Linked DNA regions of Lactuca sativa: region 2 is linked to region 1. A link is a contact called in public Hi-C data. All regions are on one chromosome and are shown on one strand. Each heading gives the region's core, a stretch centred on a gene start, on an enhancer-like site or on the middle of the called end of the contact. The rest is flanking DNA. Distances are from core to core; before and after follow the strand shown.

Region 1 (6,078 bases), core at 2,945-5,444:
TTTCCAAATTTGATCTTTATTATTTTTGGTCCATGTTCTAGAAAAGTGACTATATTTTAGGAGCAAAATTGCAAAAAAAAAAAAAATGATCAGCTATATAATGTATGGAGACATACCGATAAAGCCACTACATTAAAATAGAAGTCGGTTAGTGTTCCAATCATGCACCTACAAGCATTTACTGTAGTCAACTTCAAGTCGCTCATTTCAATTTTTTATATAAATAAAAAAGAGAAGGAAATTTAATTTACGTTGAGAATACTTGAGTACGAAATGGAGATCCATCAACAATAAGCACATAAATAAAAGTTCCAAGCATGAAGCAGCCTAGTGAAGAAATGATTATTCTTGATGTTACACAAGACACTCCCATCTTATGTCCCGTGGCATCCCTAAGTAAAATATACAAACGAAATTACAAGTTTAATATGAGGGTATTTTGGTCTTTTAATAAAATAGAAGAGTAAATTACACGAATGGTCCCTATGGTTTTTGGTAATTTGCACGTTTGGTCCCTAACTTATTTTTTAACTCGGAAGGTCCCTACTGTTTGTTTTTGTTGTGCGTTTGGTCCATGTCTTACCTAAAAAGACTATTTTGTCATTGATTTTTTTAATTTATTTAAATACACCCCTAACCCCACTTCCACCTCACCTTACCTTACCTACCCCATTTTATTTAAATAAATTAAAAAATCAAGGGCAAAAAGTCTTTTTAGGTAAGATAGGGACCAAGCGCGAAACAAAACAAACTGTAGAGACCTTCCAAGTTACAAAAATAGGTTAGGAACCAAACATGCAAATTATCTCAAAACCATAGGGACCATTCGTGTAATTTACTCAAAAAAGAATGAAAGGAATTGAATTCCTTTCAATATCGTATAGGAATGGTAAGATCTATGAAACATGGAATTTGAAGGATTTTAACGGAAATGAATTTTGTCCATTTAGCAACCAAACATATCATAGAATGGAATCTCAAATTCCAATTCCAATTAGATCCTTCGGGTCTGTTTGGTTAGATAGAATGATATAAAGAAAGGAATGTACAATTTAATGAATCTTTTTTTGATCTTGTTTGGTTGACATGTAGTAATAGAAAGAAATCGTATGAAATTTTTTTAGCATTAATCTCATAAAAGAGCTTATATTTTGTGTTTTTCGGATTAAACCTAAAATTTATTTTTTGTCTGAAAAATACCTTGTATTTTTTTCATATTTTCCTATTTGGCCCTTTTAGTTATTTTTTCCAAAAAAAAATTGTAAAATGTAAGGGTTTTTCGAGAAAAAACTAAAAAGTTGAGGGTTTTCTTTAGAAAAAAATACAAACTTGAGGGCTTTTATGGAAAAAATGAAAAATACAAGGAAATTTTTAGACAAAAAATAAATTTGATGTTTAATTGTAATGTTTTTTTTATGAGATTAACCATTTTTGATTATATGTAAATATAATATATAACTTTTAAAATATATATATATATATATATATATATATATATATATATATATATATATATATATAGAGAGAGAGAGAGAGAGAGAGAGAGAGAGAGAGAGAGATCTCGAGATTCAACCTCAGCCACGTATTTCACATCTGCCGCTCTAACCATTCGGTGTACCGGCGCAGCAGGTCTGGTGTAATCATAAATGATTACACAGTGTCACCCGTTCTTTTCTCCTCCGCCACCATCCCCACCACCGTAACCGCCACCGCCACCACCACTACCACCACCTCTGACACCAGTCGACCCCACCATTGTCACCTCCATTACTTATACCACCTCCACCTCTGTCACCACCACCTCTTTTGCGACTAATTGTAATAATCATTTATGATTACTCAATCTGTGAACAGACATATATGTATAATCATTTATGATTATGCATATACATATAAACATGTATAATCTTGTATGATTATACCTCTCTGCCATATAATCATTTATGATTAGGCATACATCGTTGCTGCTGGTACACTGGAGCATTACAGCAGCAAATGTGAAATATGTGGCTGGGGTTTAATCTCAAGATCTCTACTTTTTTTTTAATCTCAAGTGAACCGTCCTATATATATATATATATATATATATATATATATATATATATATATATATATATATATATATATATATATATATATATATATATATATATATATATATATATTTCTTAAGATTAAGAAAATCTAAAAAAAAAACAAAAAAAATAATAATAAACATAGTAAAGCTCGTTATATCTATTCTAAATACCAATGTGGGTGTCGCCTCTTTTGCCTTTTTCATTCCTTCTACTCTTTTTTATTTCCATTTTGAGTCCTCACTTGTTTGATTTTCAATTTATAGTTTTTGGCAATTTAAGTCCCTCTACTAGTTTTCTATTGCTATCATTCATATACTTTATAAAATGACATTTTACAACCCTCTACTTTTTAAAGTATAATTTTTATTTGGTAATTGAACATTGAAAAATATCAATTTCACCCCTTTCATTTTCTAAGTTTTTGTTTTATTGTCCGTAATAAAAACAATCTTATTTTCCTACAGTTACTACTCATTCGACTTTCTAAACTTTCTGCATTGATATAAAATAGAGGTGGTCAACGTTTCGACGTAAATTTAGAACTTTCGTTCGTTGATTTAAAAAAAAAAATACTTGTTTTTTTTGTATACATGTCGGTATAATTCGACTTTGTCTATGTTTATACTTTGTAAAATAGCATTTCAACCCTCTACTTTTTAAAATGTCATTTTCATCCCATTTTGAACTTTGAAAAATATCAATTTCACTATTTTATTTTCTAAAGTTTTGTTTTATCTCCTATAACATATACAATTTGATTACCATACAGTTACAACGCCTACGACTTTCTAAATTTGTGTATGCGTTGGTATGTATGTAATACAGTTTTTATTATATTTGTTTGGTATGGCGTTGACCCCTGACTTTTGTGGTTTGCCAACTTAACTCTTACTAAGTTCTATTCAACACCTAACAACATATTTTCTACTGCTTCTCAAATGCATTACTGTCGCCGCAACGCGCGATGGATAAAATCCTAGTTAAAACCTAAAAAGTTATAAGAAAAATAATGCCGACCTTTTTTCATGTTTTACCAACACAAAATATAATGGATCCTTTGAAGATTCTTCATGTGACAACTTGAATAACTGTATAACGATATATCCAGATGTAATAATGCTGCACAAGGAAAAATAATTTTATATCTTTTGAGTTTTGATATTTTGATATTTACAAATTTCAAAATGTATTTTTTAAAAGCAAGAAGATTACCTTCCAAACACAATTTCTAAAAGTATCAAAACAACTGCCCTCATCCAGCTTGCTTCCTTGTAAACAAACCAAATCTAAAGAATAGTAGAATACAAGTATAAAAATCACATATGAATTCAACAAGTAATCAAGTTAAGCATAAATGATTAAATTCCTTGTAGCTGATATGAATTTCTTACCCCTATAACAGCAACATTTATGTAAAAGTTTATGTACGCCACAAACAACCACCTTCAATTAAATAGGAAATTGTTTGGGATTTGATTATGGGTAAAATCATCCCTAATTAAACTTCAATCTTCAAACTCTCTAACATACATTTGATAATAAACTCATCAAATTTGAACGATTTGTGGATCCAAGCATCGATCCATCAACAACAGACCAATCGAAAAGTATTCTTTGTAAATTACAATTGATGCGACTTTCGTTTCAAAAACTTTATCCCTGAAAATTGGATTAATTTCGGAACAGACAGAGCAATCGATATAAATTATGATGTGATGAGTAAAAATTAGCAACAATGGAGCATTCTACATAAGTCTCAAATACCCAAATCACTCGGAAATTCCGTCTGTTCAAAATACAGATGATTAGATGAAACACTTCACATTTGTTTTCAATCGAAACACAAGGTATGGGGAAAACAGGCATCAGACTTCAACCAGTAATCTCGATACACAAATCTGTAATTTAAGCTTGTAACTTACCTTGCGCGAAGGTCTACGCAAGAAGCGAGGCCATCCATGGCGATTGCCCAAAGAAGCGTGGCGAACATCACACAAGCCAATAGGCTGAACAGCGTCTTCAATGCGGCTACCACCGACGCCGCCATTATTGCTCCGACGTCTGTGTGCCGGTGTGCCGGGGAAGCAGAGTCATTGACTTGATGTGATAACGACTTGCAATTAAATCCAAATAATTGTTAAGTTCGAAAATTTTATTTAGAGTAATTTACAGAGTTGTCCTTAAGCTTTACCAAAAGTTGCAATATTGATCCCTACTTTTGGTGTTTTCCCAAAGAAGTCACACACGCCCGTTTCATCCATTCTCGTTTCATCACATGTGCAAGCACATAAGGTATGAGTAAATTACACGAATGGTCCCTATGGTTTCGGGTAATTTGCATATTTTCATTATTTTGTTCCTAACTTATTTTTTTAAGACAAAATTGTAAAAATGGTCCGTGTGGCATGCATTTTTTTTTAGGTTTTAGTCCAAACCACGACTTTTTTGGCTTTGTGGTCCTTTTGGACTAATTTGTATGTGAAAATAGTCCCTCCGAAAATTGAAATGACTATAATACCATTGGGGTATTTAATTTTCATTTTTCTTTCATTTTTTAAAAATTTAATATTAATTTATTTATTTTACCAATTAAAAAATAAAAAAAATGACCCACCATCTCTCTCTCTCTCTCTCTCTCTCTCTCTCTATATATATATATATATATATATATATATATATATATATATATATATATATATATATATATATATATATATATATCGTTGTCTTTTTCCCTGCAATCTCTAAAATTAAAATACATACAAACTTCAATCTCACCATCGCATACTAACACCACCATAGCCTTCGTCACCATCAAATCTGACCACCACCAATATGACATCATCACAGTAACTTGTTTTTCGGTGGATCAAGAAATCATCCTTACTGATACTCAACTCAAATATATACATGAAAACTTTACATTTCAATTTAACCACAAATCAAAACCAAATCCTACAAAAAAAAATCAATGATGCATCTGGGTGGGTGGCGGAGGAAACGATTTACCTCCTTCCCGCATCTGGGACATTTGATTTACCTGAAACATCTGGGTTAAATCCCCCCAACTAGTTCCTCCTTCCTGAGAGCTCCGACGATTGGCAATATTGATCTTCTCTAGCAAGACGTCTTCATCGGTGGTACATAGAGAATATAGAAACATGATGTGTAAAGGGTATTGGGGTTTTGCAATGGTAGATAGTAGAAATAGGCCGAGTAAAATGTGGAGGTGGGAGCATTTTTCGTCGAGAGGAAAGGGTGAAGAGGCGATCTGTTGGTAGGGGGTAGATCCAACGACGATCTGATAGTAGAGTGGAGGTTTAGTTGTGGTAGATTGAGGTTCGGTGGATTTTCTACCGGAGGCAATGAAACAAGAAGAAGTGGAGTTATTTTGATTTCTGATCGGGTTTTGATCGATGATTTGTGGTGGCTGGAAGGAGGGACGGTGACCGGTGAGGAGCTGATATAAGTTTTGTTTTGAAGAAGTGGTCATGAAGAAGATGATACCATCTTGATTCAGAGAGAGAGAAAGAGAGAGAGAGAGAGAGAGAGAGAGAGAGAGAGAATGATTTTTTATTTTTTAATTATTAAAATAAATTAATTAATATTAAATTAAAAAAATGAAAGAAAAATGAAAAATAAATACCCCAAGGGTATTATAGTTATTTCAATTTTCGGAGGGACTATTTTCACATACAAACTAATCCAAAAGGACCACAAAGCCAAAAAAATCGTAGTTTGGATAAAAACCCCAAAAAACTGAATACCACGGGGACCATTTTGCAGTTTTGTTTTTTTTTAACTCGGAAAGTCTCTATAGTTTGTTTTTGTTGCACGTTTGGTCCCTATATTTTTTTAAAAAAAAATACTATTTTGCCCTTGATTTTTTTAAACTTATTTAAATAAGATGAGGTATGTAAGGTGAGATGAAGTGGGGTTGAGGGTATGCTTATTTAAATAAATTAAAAAATCATGTGCAAAATAGTCTTTTTAGATAAGA
Region 2 (6,053 bases), core at 1,270-3,769, 230 kb before region 1:
GTGGTAAAATTATAAAAGAATAAAGAAAAAAGGTTTTAAAGAAGTAAAAAAGAAAGTTTAGTGGCAAAAATATCAAGAAGTAAAAATAAAGTGACAAAATTATAAAAATGAAAAGTTTGTTGAAACTTTAGTGGCAAAATTAAGAAAAAATAAAAATATAGTGTTAAAATTATAAACATGAAAAGTTTCCTGTTGAAACCTTCCATGCGCTTTAATATATTTAGTGGCAAAAATATGAAAAAGTAAAAATAAAATGGCAAAATTATAAAAATGAAAAGTTTGTTGAAACTTTAGTGGCAAAATTAAGAAAAAAATAAAAATATAGTGTTAAAATTATAAACATAGAAAGTTTCATGTTGAAACCTTCCATGCATTTTAATATATATATATATATATATATATATATATATATATATATATATATATATATATATATATATATATATATATATATATATATATATATATATATATATATATATATATATATATATATATATATATATATATATATATAAAAGTATGATTCTTTTTTTATTGAATTTTGGTCATTATTAATTGGATTGAAATAAGGAATTTAGTCAAAAAAAAAAAAAAAAAAAAAAAAAAAAAAAAAAAAAAAAACTATACTTATATGTAGAAAAACTTTTATATTATTATTTCTATGTTAGAAAAACTTTTATATTAATTGTTATCATTCGTAAAAGACCAAAATACAGATTTTTCAGAGAAATCGACGACTACAAATTTGATCTTTGCTAACATTTTTTTTAATACGACAATGATGTTATTTATGATAAAAACGATTAGTTAATGATGGAAAGTCTATCGTATTATTCCATATGAAGAACATAATCGAACAAAAGTAATCGAAATAAATATAGATTTTAATATGTTTTCGAATACAATCAATAATATATATAATTTAGTTTTATCTAAAACATAAATAATAATATAAAATTTGTTCTTGAACATAAAAATAATAGGAACTATTAGGTTGTAAGGATTTATACAAAAGCAATTGATATAAAGCGATAAGAACCTTAGTTTGTAATGACAATAAAATTACGCGTACGGTGTTTTTGTTTATTCATATTAAGAATAATTTTAAGTTTTGACGATCATATCCTTTCTTTTAAATAAAATGCCAACGTATATTTTTTTTAATAAAACTTGACCTGAAAAGATATAATTATTTTCAGCGTACTATTAAATCCTTTTATCACAAGCATAATGTAAATACTGTATTTTTAAAATATAATCTGAAAAAAATATATTGCAATCTCGAAATGAAAGTAAAAATGAAACCATAAATACACAATACACCGTTTTTTTACATTTTTTCACTCCACGTACTTTATCAACCAAATAAATCAAATATATATTTAAATTTTAAATGACAGGTCATATTATGACACGTCATCCTCGTAGTTATCCAATTCTTATCTCACACGAGTGTTTTACACGTGGAAGTCTTAGGGTCCCACATAGCCGGCAACAAATACTTCCTCTTGTTCACGCCTTGCGCATTATAGCTAGCTTTCGTCTTTTTATCCGTTAAAACTGTTCCCGGGTACCCGGGAAAAGCACCCGACCCGAATATACCAGTACAAGCAGTAACCGCCTCCAATGGAGCAGTAGCCGGACCCTGGAAGTACCCGCCGTCAAACGGATTCGTCACCGTCCCCGCTAGAACCGCCGCCAGGTTGATTATCATGCCGTCGACGCCAACGTCGCCGTTGGGCGCCACCAACGATGGCATTTTTGGGCCAAACATCGGCTGAGCAAAAGGCCAGGCACATTGACCCGGACACTGAGTTGCCGAGTTACCCACCCACCCGTATGCGAAATTATGTCCTTTGTTCACCCGAGTAGTCCCGTGAGTCCCGCAGCGGTTCATGCAGAACCCCGCCACTCCGACGTCGGCCGCCGTGAGCACCAGGCTGATGACGTTAAAGCCTTTAGCTTTAGAAGCCAAAGAAATGAGATTGGATTCTTTAAGCAATTTCCCAAGGGAGTATTTTTCATCAACGAGTTGTTTCCCGACGTGTATGCTCCTTTTCCCGCCTTTGTATCTACGGGTGGTCTGCCACCATGAAGCGGCGGAAGGAGGTGGCGGGAGGTGGTTGTTGAGAGATTTGAGAAAGTCGATGATGATGGACTTCTGTGCGGGTGAAAATTTGCCGTACCAGAGGAGGTTAACGGTGATGTTGCCGTAGAGGACGGAGCCTTTGTGGTAAGTGAGGACTGTGGGTGGTGTTTGGACGACGGCGAGACGGCGGGGGATGGTGGCGGAGGATGGGTTGATTAGGGTTGAGATGATTATGAGAAACGAGGCTAAGAATGTGAAATTTGAAAGCAAAGTTGAAGCCATGGTGGTTGTTTTTGAATGAGAGAAAGGTATGAGAGGGAGTATTTATATTCATTATAATAGAAGGGATGTTTGTATTTTGTAAGTGGGACGCATGTTGAGAAAGAGGTATCCGCGTTGTTTTTAAGTTCTAACGCTTAGTTGATTAAATGTACACGGGAGGTTTTAGGGGATACATTTACTCTAGCTGCCTCTAGCTATGATGGAGTGTATTCTGTTTGATATTTATTTATTGCAATATTCAAATCGTTGATAGTTTAATTTTTGTTATTTAATTGGTTTAAAATTTTTTTGAACGATAAAATTAGGGTGTTTGGAAATCCAATCAAATTACTCAATATCTTTTTTGGTTTTTAAAATATAAATTTAAATAGTGGAAATTAAATTAAAATCCAAACTAAACAAATTACAATTCAACAGGCGGCTCAAGGTCTTAGACATTTAGAAAAAAAATACATAGATAACTTGAAATTAGTAAATTCATAAAATAAAGACACAATTTAATAAAGGGTCTTTTATGGTTAGTTAAAAATTACCACTTTGGTTCAAAAAAGTTTGGTCTAGCATCAGAGGCCTAAACTTTTTATTTTGTTGCGATTTTGATCCAATATGTTTTGAACTCCCTTATTAATTTCTTTTTCTATTTCTTTTATAATTTTATTGTATTTCTTATTTAAAATTAAATAAAAAAATATACAAGTCCATCCTACTCCACCCATATGCCTCTTGAAACACTAACATCATCATCATAATCTCTCTCTCTCTCTCTCTCCCTCTCATGACCATCGTTGTCTGTCGGACCACCACCGCACGTCAGCCTATCCTAGTCACCACCTGAGACTCCTTTTTTGCCAGACCACCAAAAACCACCTTCGGCAATGTAGATCTGAACCACTACCACCTACCGGTCTCTTCCTGGAACGTCATCACCGTTAGAAAACTCTTGGTCTCCGGTGGAACGCTACCACATATTGAAACCCTTATCATCGGTTCCATCCTGGAATGTCATCACCCTTAGAAAACCTTATCGGATGTTGAAACCCTTTGTACATCTGTCGATCTATCTCGAGGTGATGATGAAGTTAGGTGATGATGACACTACTAGAGAAGATGGATGGTGTTTACGAATCGATCTGCAAACCTCAATGATGGGCGGCGTGAATATGAGAAAAAGGGCAACATAGATCTGAAAATGTGGGCAACTCGAAGCTAGGGTGGCGAGCTATGATGTTACCGGAGACGATCTACAAACGACCGCCACTTTTTCGTCTTCTTGTTTACAGATCTGAGGTGGTTTTGTAACATTCAGTTTTAAGGTGCACGATTTCGAGCTTTATTCAATATTTGGGTGAAGTCATGATGTGAGCAATGCCCCTCACGTCGTTAGCCAAGGTTGACATGTCGACCCGCATTCCTTGAATCTCACGACATGAGCCCTTGTTGCTCACGACGTAAGAGTGGTTTGATGACCAAAACCCTAATTTTTCGGTATTTAATAGAATGAGAGGGCTAGAATTATCCGCCCTCGGCCTCCCTCACACTCTAAGGTGTTGTTTGGTTCGTAGACTGTTGCTGAAGGAACTGAAATTGGAATTGGAAAATGAATCTATAAGGAATTTGAATCCGATTCCAAATCTTGTTTGGTTGGCAGGAAATGGATCTTTACATACAAGTTAAAAAAGAAAATATAACTTACAAGCTATCACCTTCTTCACAGTGTTTATATATATATATATATATATATATATATATATATATATATATATATATATATATATATATATATATATATATATATTCTGATATCATGTACAACAATTCTTTTCACTTAAGAAAATGAAACCAAAACAAAATTTATGTTCTATCGATTTAGAAAAATGTTATTAGCAACCATACTTGATACAATGCATTAGATAAATAAGTGTGTATGATCAAGAACTCCTTAAATCAGTATTTAAACTATGATAAACTTGGAAGATTTACAAAAAGGGGTACTTCTGGTAAGGGTAAACATCATACTACTTTTTGTTATGTCAAATAATCCAATTATGCATATTAACCAATCAATTACGATCAAGAGCAAGAACAAAGTGAGAATTCGATCACTTCTCACTATCTCATTAGTAATTATGTAAGTATGGTTCAGATCCATTCGAAACCAAAAAAGACTCGATTCTTTACAACAAAAAGCATCTTGAAATCACATCCACTATAGATCAAGTTCAACTAAGAAAACTATTGAAGAGAAAGAAAAGGATTTTTTTTTTCAAATTTTTATATCATGATATTAGATAGGTCACAATAGCGATTGAAGAAAAAAACCCTCCAGCGATGTCACGGTAGCTCTGTTTGGGGTCGACTTCAAAAGGGGTTGTGTGGTTCGAATATATAAAAGAGATAGAGATAAAGGCATATATATTACCTGTAATGAAGCTCGTTGAACAACCCTGTGACGAAGTGGAGAAGACGCAATGGAGTGGTTGTCGGCTGAACGAGAATGAGATGATGTCTAGGTTTACTTGACGAAGTGTATGGCAATATTTAGTAAAGGAAAATCGTAATCTGCTACTTTTAATGTTATGAAGGAATTAATTCCATTACGATGGTGAAGGAATGAACTTTCCTTCATTTGAAGGAAAAATATTTCATTTAGGATTTCTTTTTCTTCACTTAAAGATGAACCAAACACACGAATTCAAGGGAATAGGAATCCTTTACCCTTTAATTCCACTCCATTCATACCAAACAAACAATCCCTAAACCTCCAGAAACCCTGATATCAATCATTCTTGAAGCCCTTAGTCATTTTTGGTGCATTTTCTAGCTTGAAGAAGGAGAAAAGAAGAGGATAGAAGTTCTCTAGTGGTGGAGTGGGCAAAGTATCATCATCATCATCATCATCATCATCATCATCATCATCATCATCATCATCATCATCATCATCATCTCTTCTTGTTGTTGGACCTTTGTAAGTATAAAAGGTTCAAATGTTATTGCAGATTATGGATAGATCTAGGATTTTTTTTCCATATTTCTTCATGTTAAGCATGATTAAGTGAAGTAAATCCATAGAGTTAGCAACTTTATGGATTCTAAGGGTTCCTTGATCATCATATTGTCAAAATATGGAAGTTGGTGAGGTATAAGAGCCAAGCATGAGAGTTTGATGTATATTGTCCACTTTTTGACCTAGAATGGGTTGGGTCATGCATGGTGCAAGCATACCCATAAAGCAAGCATTTTTATGGACCTTCGGGCCCCCCTTTAGCTTCTGGATAAGATGGATTCAATGGCTTAACGGAATAAGGACTTAAGACCTTGACTTTTAGCTCCATACTGAAGTCAAGATGTGAGATATAAGGTCTTACGACATGACAACGATAAACCTCGTAAATCGTTGAGCTCATGGAACTCACAACGTGGCTTTGTGATTCCTACATTGTGAGGTCCGTCTAGTAAGAATCCATGACTGAGTTGTCTAAGCATGGAGCGAATTGTTGGAATGACCTGGTGGACTCTCATGACGTGACCAAGGACTAGTCACAACGTGAAACCTGTAACGCTCATAGAAATCACAAGAAATTTATAGTTTTTAAAACCAACCAATCTCACAAATTTTTTACTGTCATAGTTTTCAAAACATGTTCAACATTAGAGTCTCCTAAAATCATAAGTTAAAAAC

Evidence for each region. A called contact is a pair of places that touch in the nucleus more often than the background predicts.
Region 2: a Hi-C map of seed shows a contact between it and region 1, with 4 times the contacts expected there. The contact joins the promoter of LOC111906685 here to the promoter of LOC111906684 in region 1. A contact is called at or near these places in 2 of 4 Hi-C or Micro-C datasets (leaf and seed).

The regions. Positions count from the first base shown.
Region 1 is chr9:107,952,305-107,958,382 of Lsat_Salinas_v11, reverse strand. LOC111906684 reads right to left here and starts at 4,194. Exons shown (of 9, transcript XM_052767308.1): 1 at 4,001-4,194; 2 at 3,470-3,599; 3 at 3,291-3,364; 4 at 3,096-3,197; 5 at 252-392; 6 at 117-168. The coding sequence starts at 3,334.
Region 2 is chr9:108,179,986-108,186,038 of Lsat_Salinas_v11, reverse strand. It overlaps LOC111906685 (protein EXORDIUM-like 2), which reads right to left and starts at 2,519. Exons shown (of 1, transcript XM_023902459.2): 1 at 1,291-2,519. The coding sequence starts at 2,374. The coding sequence ends at 1,448.